2 separate regions of the Sus scrofa genome follow, and region 1 is linked to region 2. Evidence: chromatin contacts called from public promoter capture Hi-C data. All regions are on one chromosome and are shown on one strand. The core of a region is the stretch at or near the end of the contact, and the rest is flanking DNA. Distances in the headings are between cores, read along the strand shown.

Region 1 (6,007 bases), core at 515-3,014, 230 kb before region 2:
AGTGAAGCCAGGGATCTGGTGGGGTTTGTTACCACTGAGCCACAATGGGAACTCCGAGAGAATGAGACTCTTGAATTTGTATTCTGAAAAATCACCCCAGGAGATTTTAGACAACAAGGTCGACAAGGCTGCACCACCTACCGCATGCACACGTGTGCATGTACAAACAGGACATTCGCATTTGCTGGGCCCATCTCAGGCCCTGGCCCCTGAAAGGTGCTCAAAATAATATAGCCGAATCTATATCCATTCTCAACCAGCAACCTATCCCAGTTGGTTCAGCTCCTACTTTATGCCAGACACACAGCCAGACACTCAGAGGCAGACAGAAGACTCAATCCCCAGACCAACCATCAGGTGACACAACACAATAAACTCCAACATGAATAGAAATTCAGAGGAGTCAGGGGTTCCATGAGAAGGGAGGCTTTTCCAAGGAAATGAAATCTAAGGCAGATTTTATAGCTTTTTTTTTTTGCTATTTCTTGGGCCGCTTCTGCGGCATATGGAGGTTCCCAGGCTAGGGGTCAAATCGGAGCTGTGGCCGCCAGCCTACGCCAGAGCCACAGCAACGCAGGATCCGAGCCGCGTCTGCAACCTACACCACAGCTCACGGCAACGCCGGATCGTTAATCCACTGAGCAAGGGCAGGGACCGAACCCGCAACCTCATGGTTTCTAGTCGGATTCGTTAACCACTGCGCTAAGGCAGATTTTAAAGGACAGATGTAAATTTTCCATAGTGGTGGGTGGAGGTGGGGATGAAGGAAAAGAAAAGTATTACCATGCCCGGGTGCGGCCCTAAAAAGACAAAAAAAAAAAAAAGTACTACAAAGTGAGAAAATTGCATATCTAAAGCAAGAGTGTATTAAAACAGAACTAAAGGCAGGTTCACATACCCCCCAAAACAATGTAAACAGGAAACAGAAGTGGCTAGGATTTCGGGATTATACCTCTATCAGATTATGAAGAGCCCTGAATGCCTTGCTATGAGCTTTGGCCTTTATCCTGTAGGTACCACGGGGCCAGTTTTAGGCAATGAAGGATTTATTCAGATTTTTCATGTGGGAATTCAACTTCATAGCCTCATGGAGGGAGAGTGAGCGTGGAGGAGTTGGACTTTGCCTGCTTTTATAAAAGCAGAGGGACAACTAATTTACAAGGCAGGCGAACCGGACGGACTCAGACCTACTCTTCCCCTCAAAATAAACAAGGAAGCGACCAGCCGTCCTCCGGGCCCCCTGGCGTTTGTTCGCAAAGGAGTGGGTGTGCAATAGATGCCGGACATGAGAAAGTAATGAGGACAACCGGGTCAATCCACTCTGACCTACGCCGGCTGGTTGAACAGAAGGCGAAACAGCAGACCATGACCACCTGGCTCTTGCGGCCTCAGAGACGGGCTACCCAACGCAGCAGCAAGTCTCAAGGCCAGTCCAGCCTCGAATACCGGGGCCCTCGAAGAGCGGTCTCCTGGCCTGCTCCCTAGTCCCGTAGGCCCCGGCGCCCCGGGCACGAGCCGAGGGCTCTCAGCTGGATAGGGACGGGCCCAGTGCTCCAAGAAGCGACCGTTGCAGCAGCTCGTCAGCCCCTCCCACCCATGGGGCCGTCGCCTGGGCCCAGCCGCCTCACCTCGCACGGGCGGCGGGCTCTTTGGCGTCTGAGCACCTGTGCTGACCCTCTCCGGGCTGCGGTTACGGCACCCGCCGCCGCCGCCGCCGCAGCCGCCGCCATCCTCAGGCGTCAGCGTCGTGGCGTCATCACAGCGCGCGCTTGACGCCAAAACAAACTCCGTACGCCCACTGGGCGGGGCTGGGAAGGACTCCGGAGGGCAGGGCTACGCGCTCGGAGCGTTGTCTGTCAGTCAACGCTTTCAGGGCGGGGCTGGGCTCTCTCCCGGGAATAACGGGTGAGTCTTTGTGTCGCTCCGAGAACCTTGAACTTAGGTTTGGCAGTCACAGTAGATAGTGGGGAGAATGTTTTAAGATCCTTGTTAGGGAGTTCTCCTTGTGGCTCGGCGGAAACTAATATAACCAGCATCCATGAGGACTCAGGTTCCACCCGTGGCTTCGCTCAGTGGGTTAAGGATCCGGGTGTTGGCATGAGCTGTGGCGTAGGTCGCAGAAGCGGCTGGGATCTGGCGTCGCTGTGGCTATGGTGTAGGCCTTCGGCTACAGCTCCCTTTAGACCCCTAGCCTAGGAATCTCCATATGCCGCGGGTTCTGCCCTAAAAAGGAAAAAAAAAAAAAGAAAGAAAGAAAGAAAGAAAAAGATTGTAGTTAGGAGAGAGGGTGCTTTATAGTGCGAGATTGGGGATATAGTGCAATTCAACAGAAGTTTCTGGAAGTTCCTCTGGAATTATGCAAAGGACAGTCTTAATTTTTTTGTTTGTTTGTTTGGTCTTTTGTCTTTTTAGGGTCGCAGCCGCGGCATATGGAGGTTCCCAGGCCAGGGGTCTAATTGGAGCTGTTGCCGCTGGCCTACGCCAGAGCCACAGCAACGGCCAGATCCAAGCCACATCTGCGATCTACACCACAGCTCACAGCAACGCAGGATCCTTACTTAACCCGCTGAACAAGGCCAGGGATCAAACCTACAACTTCATGGTTCCTAGTTGGATTCGTTTCCACTGTGCCGAGATGGGAACTCCAGGACAGGCTTAAATTTAATTAATAAATTATTTTTTAAACTACAGTTAAAATAATTCAATTGTAAATCAACTATAATTAAAAAATAAACTAAATAAAATAAAATAATTCAGGCACTCAGATATGTTGAATTTGACCTCCATCACAGAGGAGTTGCAAATGGTTAACTTAAAGATCGATGAAATCAGTTTTAGGCCAACTGTGTAGTAACATTTTTTTTTTTTATTGTTTTTCTTTTTAGCCAGGCCCAGGGCATTCCCTGGCCAGGGGTCAATCTGAGCCACAGCAGCGACCTGAGCTGCTGCAGTGACAACAGCAGATCCTTAGTCGGCTCTCCCACAGGAGAACTCCTTGCTTTATTGTTTTTGTTTTTGTTTTGTTTTTGTCTCTTTAGGGCCGCACTTGTGGCATGTGGAGGTTCCCAGGCTAGGGGTCCATTCAGAGCTGTAGCGGCCAGCTTCCACCAGAGCCACAGCAACACCAGATGTGAGCCACGTCTGCAACCCACACCACAGCTCACAGCATCACTGGATCCTTAACACACTGAGTGAGGCCAGAGATCAAACCCAAAACCTCGTGGTTCCTAGTCGGATTCATTTCCACTGCGCCACAACAGGAACTCCCTCCTTGTTTGTTTTAATTTTTGTTATTATTGTTACTGAATTTAAGTATATTCTGAAACTGCACAGCAAATACATTAGAAAAAAAATGTTACCACTGATGATTCTCCTATAGGATCGGAATTATCTCACTACTTTACAATCAACCCAGATTTCAGGGCGAGGGAAATAGGTATCTCAAGTGATAAGGGGATTTTTTTTTTTTTTTTTTTTGTTCTTTTTAGGGCTGTACCTGTGGCATATGGAAGTTCCTAGGCTAAGGGTCCAATCTGAGCTATAGCTGCTGGCCTACACCACAGCCACAGCAACGGGGGATCCAAGCCAGGTCTGTTACCTACACCACAGCTCACAGCAATGCCAGATCCTTAACCCACTGAGTGAGGCCAGGGATCAAACCGGAATCCTCATGGATACTAGTCGGGTTTGTTACTGCTGAGCTACAAGGGGAACTCCAAGAAGGGGATTATAATCTCCATCCATCTTCATTTCATTCTGTTCATTTATTAAAATCTTTACTGAGCACTTACTTCATAACATGGGATTGCCTTTGTATAAGCTAATTTTGTATTTTAAACCTAAATATGTATTAACACCAATAAAATATCACAGTCTGTTTTATATAGTAGGATATCACAAAATATTTTATTAAAAAAAAAAAAAAAAAACACCTTAGGAGTTCCCATCATGGTGCAGTGGAAATGAATCCAATAGGAAACATGAGGTTGCAGGTCCGATCCCTGGCCTTGTTCAGTGGGTTAACTATCTGGCATTGCCACAAACTGTGGTGTAGGCCGGCAGCTGCAGCTCTGATGTGACTCCTAGCCTAGGAACCTCCATATGCTGGGGGTGTGACCCTAAAAAGACAAAAGGCCAAAAAAAAAAAAAAAAAAAACCCTAAAAGTTACTTCCAGGAGTTTCCATTGTGGCTCATCAGCTTAAGGAGCAGATGCTGTCTCTGTGAAGATGCGGGTTTGATCCCTGGCCTTGTTCAGTGGGTTAAGAATCCATCGTTACCACAAGCTGTGGCATAGGTCACAGAAGAGGCTTGGATCTGATGTTGCCATGGCTGTGGCGTAGACAGGCAGCTTCAGCTCCCTTTCAACCTCTAGCCCAGGAATTTCCATATGCCGCAGGTGTGGCTGTGAAGAAAAAAAAAGTTACTTCCACATGTTTAGTATGATGATTAAGGGAAGGGACTTAGGGACCAAATAAACTTGGGATCATATCACACCTCTGACACACAATCGTGTAAGCTTAACATCTCCCCTCCTTAAGCCTAGTATTTTTTAAGCCTCTATATAATAGGCATCATAATCGACTTCAGTAATTGTAAGTGTTGAAAATAATATAGAATTCCAAGGTTGAGAGAGGTTAGAAAGCCGCACAACACCTCTATTTTACATTTGGCAAATTAATTCAATAATTCACTTCAATATTGACTCCTTGCTATGGGCAGGTGCTGGTCTGTGCTCTGGTGAAAAACATGGTGCCCTGAGATGAAGATGTATATTGATGCAGAGGGGACTGGGCTTAGGATATTCAGCCCCCAGACCCTCCTCTGAACAATAAGCTATTCCATGTTGCAGAGCTGCAAATGTGATAAGCGCCATTACCATGATGCTCCGGCCTGGGCAGCTGTGTCTAGGGCTCAGTCCATTTGGCTATCAGCCCACCCCTTTCCTCCAGCTCTGGGATAAAACACACAAAGCTCTTAAGCCCCTGGCCAGAAAGCAGATTCTATCCCCAGCCCCACCCCCACGCACACACTCCAGGTCACTCAATTCCAGGGAAGAGCAGGGACTTAGGGAGCAAAAACCAGGGGAAAGTAGGTCACAGCAGGAGGATGGTAATCCCCCTGATGGCTGGCCAATGCAGCCCCTGCTGCTGCAAGCGGGCTGCTCCTGGTCACCCACCAAGAGTGGCTCTGGGAAGACTTTTGGGGTTTGGAGCCCCAGCACCACCCTTCCCAACAGTAAGCCCAGGTTAAGGAGGCTGCCCCAAGAAGACACATCCTCCATTCTGAAGTCATTCTCAGTCCAAGCTCTTGCTGACTATAAAACTTTTTGTGCAAGACTAGAGATTCTATTTTTTCATTCCACACACTCTCACAAATGCACTTATTATACTCATCCCTAGGTTGGGTGCTAGAGATACAAAGAGGACCCTTGGGGAATCCACAGTAGGGCATTCAAACCTGGACCCAGACACTAACGGGCCAGTGAGCCACTGCTATGAGTACTGAGACAGAAGAAAGCCCAGGAACTGTGTGGAGCTGTAGGAGGCGTCTGACTCAGCTTGGAGGCAGGGTTAGGGAGGAGGTGATACAGAACAAGAGGTAGGAGTTCACCAGGAGGAAACGGGGAAGGATATTCTGAGCACAAAGCCCCAGAGGAATAGGAGGCTGGCCTTTCCTTCTGGAAGATATTGGTGATCAAAGGGGGCAGATCTGGGAGGGATTTTTTTCCCCTAAACTTTCTCCTTCAGGTGATGTGAGAAGATAGGTAAGGAATGGTTGGGAGAGAGAAGTGGGAGGAAAAGAATGGGTAAATGACGCACAGGAGCAAAGACAGAGCAGTGAGTTACCTGAGGCATCTTAGCTAACAGGAATGGGAGGGTGCCTGGGAAGCACTGATGGAATAGGGCTCCTGCGTGAGTGAGTGGAGGTCTCTGGAGGCACCTGTCACACTGGAGCCTAAACAAGGGTCCCATCAGGCCTGATTCTGTCTTGGGGGCAACACCCTCC
Region 2 (5,898 bases), core at 2,396-4,895:
CACTCTCGCTGTGGCCCTGGGCTCCCACCACCCCGTGTCCCCAGTCCCCAGCTAACCCCGCCAGGTCCCAATGCTAAGGTGAGAGGATGTTTGGGGCCTGGGAGGTGGGGCAGGGAGCCTGGGGAGGTTCAAGGGCACAACACAGTGCTGTCTGCCTCATCACGCCTGCCATGTCCTCCAGGGGCCAGGCCCAGGTGTGGACTTCATTACCCACAATGCCCGCACTGCCAAGAGGGCCCCCCGGCGGCATTCTCGCTCGCTCCAAGTCCTGTCACAGGTGCTGGAGCAGCAACGGCAAGCCCAGGAGCACTATAATGCCACACAGAAGGGTCACGTGCCCCATTAGTAGGTTCTACTGCCCAATACCCAGGGTCAGGGGCACTTAGGGAGGGTGGGAGCCAACACCTGCCCTGGGATGATCCATTCTGATTCTGTGCATCGCAGTTTGTTGGAGCGCAGGGATCTGTGGCGACGGGAGGCTGAGGCCCGTCAGCACAGCCAGCCAGACCCGGCCATGCCCCCTGGCCACACTCGCATGCCTGAGAACCAGCGGCTGGAGACACTGAGCAACCTGCTCCAGAGTAAGTACATGGGCAAAGGGGGCTGGATGGGGAGCCCACTGGGGACAGTGCACCCCTGCCCAGCACTTACTGTTCCTGGGGCCCCTGTAGGCCAGAGCCAGCTGCTGCGTGAGCTGGTGCTGTTGCCTGCTGGGGCAGATTCCCTGAGGGCCCAGAGCCACCGTGCTGAACTGGACCGGAAGCTGGTGCAGGTAGAGGAGGCCATCAAGATCTTTTCCCGCCCCAAGGTCTTTGTGAAGATGGATGCCTGAGTCCTTTCCTGGTTGTAGGCGGGTTTCGGGGAGGATTGCTACATGATTGCAAAGGGCCGGATTGGGCCCAATAATAGAGTGGCCCTCAAGACAGGAGCAGTGGGGTGGGCAGTATCCCCAGAGCACTCTTCACAGCCACTGGTGGCTGTGGAAGGGCCATCTCAGCCTCTTAATCACTTTGTCAAAATTAAACCTTTTGTACACAGCGGGGTTTGTTTCCATAAGATCTTTTCTTACCCTAGAAATGCCAAGCCTGGTGGTCCTCCTGCTGCTTGACTATAGGAAGACCTCTCTACTGTTTTTTATCACTCCTCCACTCCTGCCTCATGTCCAGGGCAGAGGGCAAGGTTTGTGGGATCAGGGAGGAGGCTAGGGCTGGGACACACAAGGACCATGACTGCATTTGTAGAAAACCTTTAATGTTCCCCAGACTGATTCAGCCCCATGAGCAAGCTAAAAACACCCACTGGGGAAGTCTCTGCCATGTCCCAGCAGCCTGGAGGGGCAAGGGCCTGCATCCTTGCCTGTCAGAGGCTGAAGCCATTGCCATCTCCTCTCATGCTACTCCCCCAGCCAGAGCTGGCCTGCTCCTGATCGTCCAGGGAGGGCAGAGAGCTGCGGGCACCAGGAAGTAGGCGGCTTGGGCGCAGGTCCCAGCATGGAGGCCCCTGAGACAGCCCATTGGAACAAGGAGGCTGGCGGTTCTCAGTGACCAGATCACTGCTGTCATCGTCACTATCAGGCTCACCAGGCCCAGCAGAAGGAGGCCTCATCAGACGCCCAGATGTCCCACGAACCACATTATTGCGCTGATTGGCTGGCTTGACAGTGACAATGAGGTTGTGACTGTTGGCGACCATCATGTCCGTCACTTGGTCCAAGGTCTTTCCAGCTACCTCAATGCCATTGACCTCGAGGATCTCATCACTAACCGCCAGCAGCCCTGTACTCTCAGCCAGGCCCCCTCGTACCAGGCGGGAGATGAAGATGCCTGGAACTCGTTCCAGGCCCTGGGGAGCTACGCGCACGCTCATGCCATCTCGGATGTAGAAACCCAGGGGGCGGTCAGAACCATGCTTGTGCAGCCGCACCCGTCGGTGGGTCTCAGGCAGTAAGTCCACATCAATGACTGAAGAAACCTGTCGGAAATCTTGGGGCAGGCTGATTAGCAGGGGTGGCCGGGTGCGCAGAGGTGCCACTGGCCGGAGTAGGAGCCCTTTCTTGCGCCGCTGCAGGGAGTTGGAGGCAAAGGCCAGGCCACTGGAGTCAGCTTCTGCTGCAGGAGAGGGGACACTGAAATCAGAGACCCTAATGTCCCACTCAGGCCCTTTTCCATCAGGCCCAGGCCTGGGGAAGGCACACTGTAGTTATTTCCTGCCACTTGGAGGTCAGGCCAAGGGCAAGGACTGCAGAGGGTGAAGTTTGGGTACCCTAGGCATGGTCTAACCCTTGGAGATCTGCCCTGTCACCCTACCCCACAGAGGCTGCCCCCTGTACCCCATCCTTACCCCGCTTCTGCACTAGCAGTCTCAGTGGCGGGGGCCCACTGGCCAGGGCCCGGTGCAGGCTGTCGTCGTTGGTGAGGGGCAGTAGGTCGCCGTGAGCATCCGTATAGCCAAGCAGCACGTCCAGGCCCGGGATCTGGTGTACCGCACGCAGCAACCGAGAGAACTCTTGGAAGCCGCTCACCGAAGCGCGAGGTAGCGCGAAGCGTCGGAACTCGGCATCAAACTGGAGGCGGGGGTAGGAGGTCGGGGGAGGAGGAGGGGTTAGGACAGAGTCCGTGCCCTTTCTCACCACAGGTCCGAGGGTAGTAGGGGTGGGAAAGACAGGGCTTCACAACAGCTGCAGACTTGCACCCAGACCTCTGCTCCAGTGCAAGGGACGCTGTCCAAGGTCTTCTCCTCGCCCTCCAGGTACCCAGGCCAGAGGGACTCTAGAAGCCGGCAGTGGAAAGGAGGAGGTGGGATGGGGGGAAGCGAAAAGGAAAACCAGAGAATGGGACGTGGAGGATGGAGGAGAGAAAAAGGTGGTGGGGACCAAGGAGTCAGGGAGGGGAGAGTGAGGGTTGGAAGCGCCTAGGGCCGGAGCCAGAGCTGGGGCTGGAGGGGTCCTTACTTTGCTCTTCACCTCGACGATGCTGTCAGGACTGCGTGCCGGAGTCCTCTGCGGCCTGGCCATCGTGGGACCGGGAGGGCCAGGGACGGTGCCCTAGGCGGCCCGCCGAAGCGCAGGTGCACAGCCTGCGGGGCCGGCTGGCCCGCGCAGCCCCGCCCCTGGCGGTAGCACTCGCCCCGCCCTCCTATCCGGGCCGTGACGTCAAGGGGGCAGCGACGAAGAGTGGAACGCGGAGTCCACGTTTCCTAGGAAACGGAGCTGGAGGGGTGGAGAGTCTCACGTCCTCTTACGTCACTACGTTACGGTCGTCAAGTCCCGGGAGCCTCGGGGGAGGGGCTTGGCCAAGCCGAGGGGAGAGTTGGGGAAGTGGTATTTATTGAGCGCTGTACGCTGTTATTTCCATTGGCCTTACAAGGCTGTGTATGTTGTAGATGAGGGAACTGGGTCATAATATAAATATCTGCTGAGTTCTTTGGGGTCACAGGCATTGAAGTGACTCCGAGCTAACTCGCTCGGACCACCCTTGGCTGCAGCCTCAGGCCCTAGATTCCTCCCTCTCCATACATGCCAGCCTTTGCGCCTTCCTGCTCAATGCCACAGGAGTTCTGAAGAACGGCCCAAACGCGGACCGTTGCTCGGAGAGTTGCTCAAGTAAGAGCAAGCACGTCAGCAGCCATTTGATTCAATGGGAGTGCACACAAACTCCCAACTAGGACGCGCATGTGCGCACGCGCGGGCATGCTCATGGGCAGGGCCTAGGTTTCGGGTTCCGCCCAGCGCTCCTGCACTTCCTCTTCCGACTAGAGGCGGGGCCGCGGCGCTAGCGGGAAATCCGGGCTAGAGGTAATCCGCTGGCTGCCGCGGCGGGAATGGCCCGCTTGGGGAACCTCGTCCTGCGACCCTGGATTCGAGAGCTAATTCTGGGGTCAGAGGCACTTTCAAGCCCGCGGGCGGGGCAGCTGCTCAAGGTGAGAACCCCGCTACCTTTTTCAGGGCCCGGAGGGCGGGGTCCCAGGGCGGTGGGCTTGATGCTTTATCACCGCGGTCAGGTACTGCAGGAGGCCGAAACCCCGGGCCCGTCCCGCGCCTCCGACACGTCTCACGTCGACACCGCGCTGCTTGTGTCCGATGGGACCCACAGTATCCGATGTCTGGTGACGCGAGAAGCCCTGAACGCCTCGGACTGGTGAGAGGGGCTCCGCGGGGCTTGGAGATAGTGGAGGCCAACGGGAGAGCTCAAGGTTTGAGCTGGAGGTGGGCGGGCCCCAGGCGGGCTGGGCTGTGTTCACGCAGGCTCGGCACTGAGGGTCCCCTGCCGCAGGGAGGAGAAGGAGTTCGGTTTTCAAGGGGCAGAAGGTCGGCTGCTGCTGCTGCGGGACTGCGGGGTTCGCGTCCAAGTCGCCGAGGGAGGCGCGGTGAGTGGTGAGCCTGGCCTGGGTGGGTTACTGGGCCTGACTTTCTAACAACTCCTGAGACCTGTCCCTGAACTCCAGCCCGCAGAGTTCTACCTCCAGGTGGACCGCTTCAGCTTGTTGCCCACAGAGCAGCCCCGGGAACAGGTGATTGGTTGGTAAGTGATGCCTCCACCCTCCACCTGTTCTCCTCACCCAGGCCTGGCTTTTGGGGTGTGAGGGCTTGGGCCCCTAGTAACACTGACTGTCTACCACTCCTCTCCCAGCAACCAGGATCCAGATGTGCAGAAAAAGCTTTATGACTGCTTGCAGTGAGTCTGGGGTTGGGCTTTTCCGTTCGGCTTTTATTCGGGGCTTGGTCACTTTTCTGACTGAGCCTGCTCAGTCAGGGGATGGCAGATTTGTGCAGATAGGCCTCAGGTGTCTCCTGTGTTTCTCTAGGGAGCACCTTTCAGAGTCTACCTCTCCCAGTGCAGGTATGTATAGGGGTTGGCGGGCTGCCCGAACTCCTGGTAGAGTGATCTCTCCAGTCATCACACACACACACACACCCTACTTTCTTAATAAGTCCTCCTTCTTATCTCCCACCCTACCCTTCCTCTTTGAGTTTCAGCCCATCTCCTGGTCCCCTGCCCCCAGGCATTTCACTGTCCCAACTTCTGGATGAGGTAGAGGAGGACCAGGAGCATCGTGGGGCACTAGTGCAACTGGCTGAGAGCTGTCTGATGCTGGCAGGCCCTTGCACGGCAGCCCCCCTCACCCGCTGGGCTGCCTCCCGCTGCAAGGCCACGGTCGGTCTGGGGCTTCACTTGGGAGGTGTCAGGGTGGGGACTTGGGCAAGGGCCAAACTGAAAGTTCACATCCCACAGGGAGAAGCTGTGTACACCATCCCCAGCCTGTGGCTGCGCATCTCTGAGAATGAGCAGCGGATCCTGAGCTGTCTGGGCCCAGGTCAGAGGGCACAGGGTAAGCAGGACTGGAGAGGTCAAGAGCGGAGTACCTGTGCCCAGTGCCCACAGTGCTGATAAGCCTCCCCTGACTCCCAGGCCCTGAGCTACCCCCGCCACACCCAGCTCTGCAGGACCTGTCTCTGGCCCTGATCTCCTCTCCTCCTTCCTCACCCTGTTCCTCAGGTAAGGTGGTGCTTAGCTCTTCCTTTCGCTGTGAGCCACCAATCAGGTGACAGGGCTGCACAGGATGCTGTGAAAGGGTATACAGCTGGGTGGGGGGTGAGCACAGTTCCTGCAGGCCTGCCTCAGCTCATAGGTCACTCAATTGGGGTGAGCTGCGAGGGCTGTGCCCATGGTGAGTCCCTTTCTCCTCAGGAACCCCTGCCTTACTCAGCCACATGTTGTCAGAGGAAAGCGGTGCCAGCATCAGCCTTCTGCCGGCCCTGCCCTTGGATGCTCCAGACCCAGTGCTTAAGGGCAGCTCCCAGCCCCTGTCAGCCGTCTGCTCAGCTCCTGGCCCCTTACCCCCTGACTCTGTACCCAACTCCCCATTCCTGAGCTGCACTCCAAATCTGTCACCCCTTGG

Evidence for each region. Promoter capture Hi-C pulls out the DNA fragments that hold promoters and counts their contacts.
Region 1: a promoter capture Hi-C map of fetal liver shows a contact between it and region 2, with 2.4 times the contacts expected there. The contact joins the promoter of PSKH1 here to the promoter of PARD6A in region 2. A contact is called at or near these places in 2 of 5 promoter capture datasets (fetal liver and liver), 1 of 47 Hi-C or Micro-C datasets (embryonic fibroblasts) and 1 of 2 datasets of contacts at active chromatin or transcription factors (alveolar macrophages).

The regions. Positions count from the first base shown.
Region 1 is chr6:28,504,542-28,510,548 of Sscrofa11.1, reverse strand. PSKH1 (serine/threonine-protein kinase H1) reads right to left here and starts at 1,764. Exons shown (of 3, transcript XM_021094111.1): 1 at 1,629-1,764. NRN1L (neuritin-like protein) reads right to left here. Exons shown (of 3, transcript XM_005653247.3): 3 at 4,315-6,007.
Region 2 is chr6:28,278,249-28,284,146 of Sscrofa11.1, reverse strand. PARD6A (partitioning defective 6 homolog alpha) reads right to left here and starts at 3,645. Exons shown (of 3, transcript XM_021094099.1): 1 at 2,951-3,645; 2 at 2,341-2,563; 3 at 1,224-2,108. The coding sequence starts at 3,013. The coding sequence ends at 1,360. ACD (adrenocortical dysplasia protein homolog) reads left to right here and starts at 3,738. Exons shown (of 12, transcript XM_021094094.1): 1 at 3,738-3,918; 2 at 4,000-4,136; 3 at 4,272-4,365; 4 at 4,444-4,520; 5 at 4,629-4,673; 6 at 4,804-4,838; 7 at 5,002-5,153; 8 at 5,232-5,313; 9 at 5,409-5,495; 10 at 5,688-5,898. The coding sequence starts at 3,820. ENKD1 (enkurin domain-containing protein 1) reads left to right here. Exons shown (of 8, transcript XM_021094095.1): 5 at 1-78; 6 at 182-345; 7 at 445-581; 8 at 672-1,039. The coding sequence ends at 832.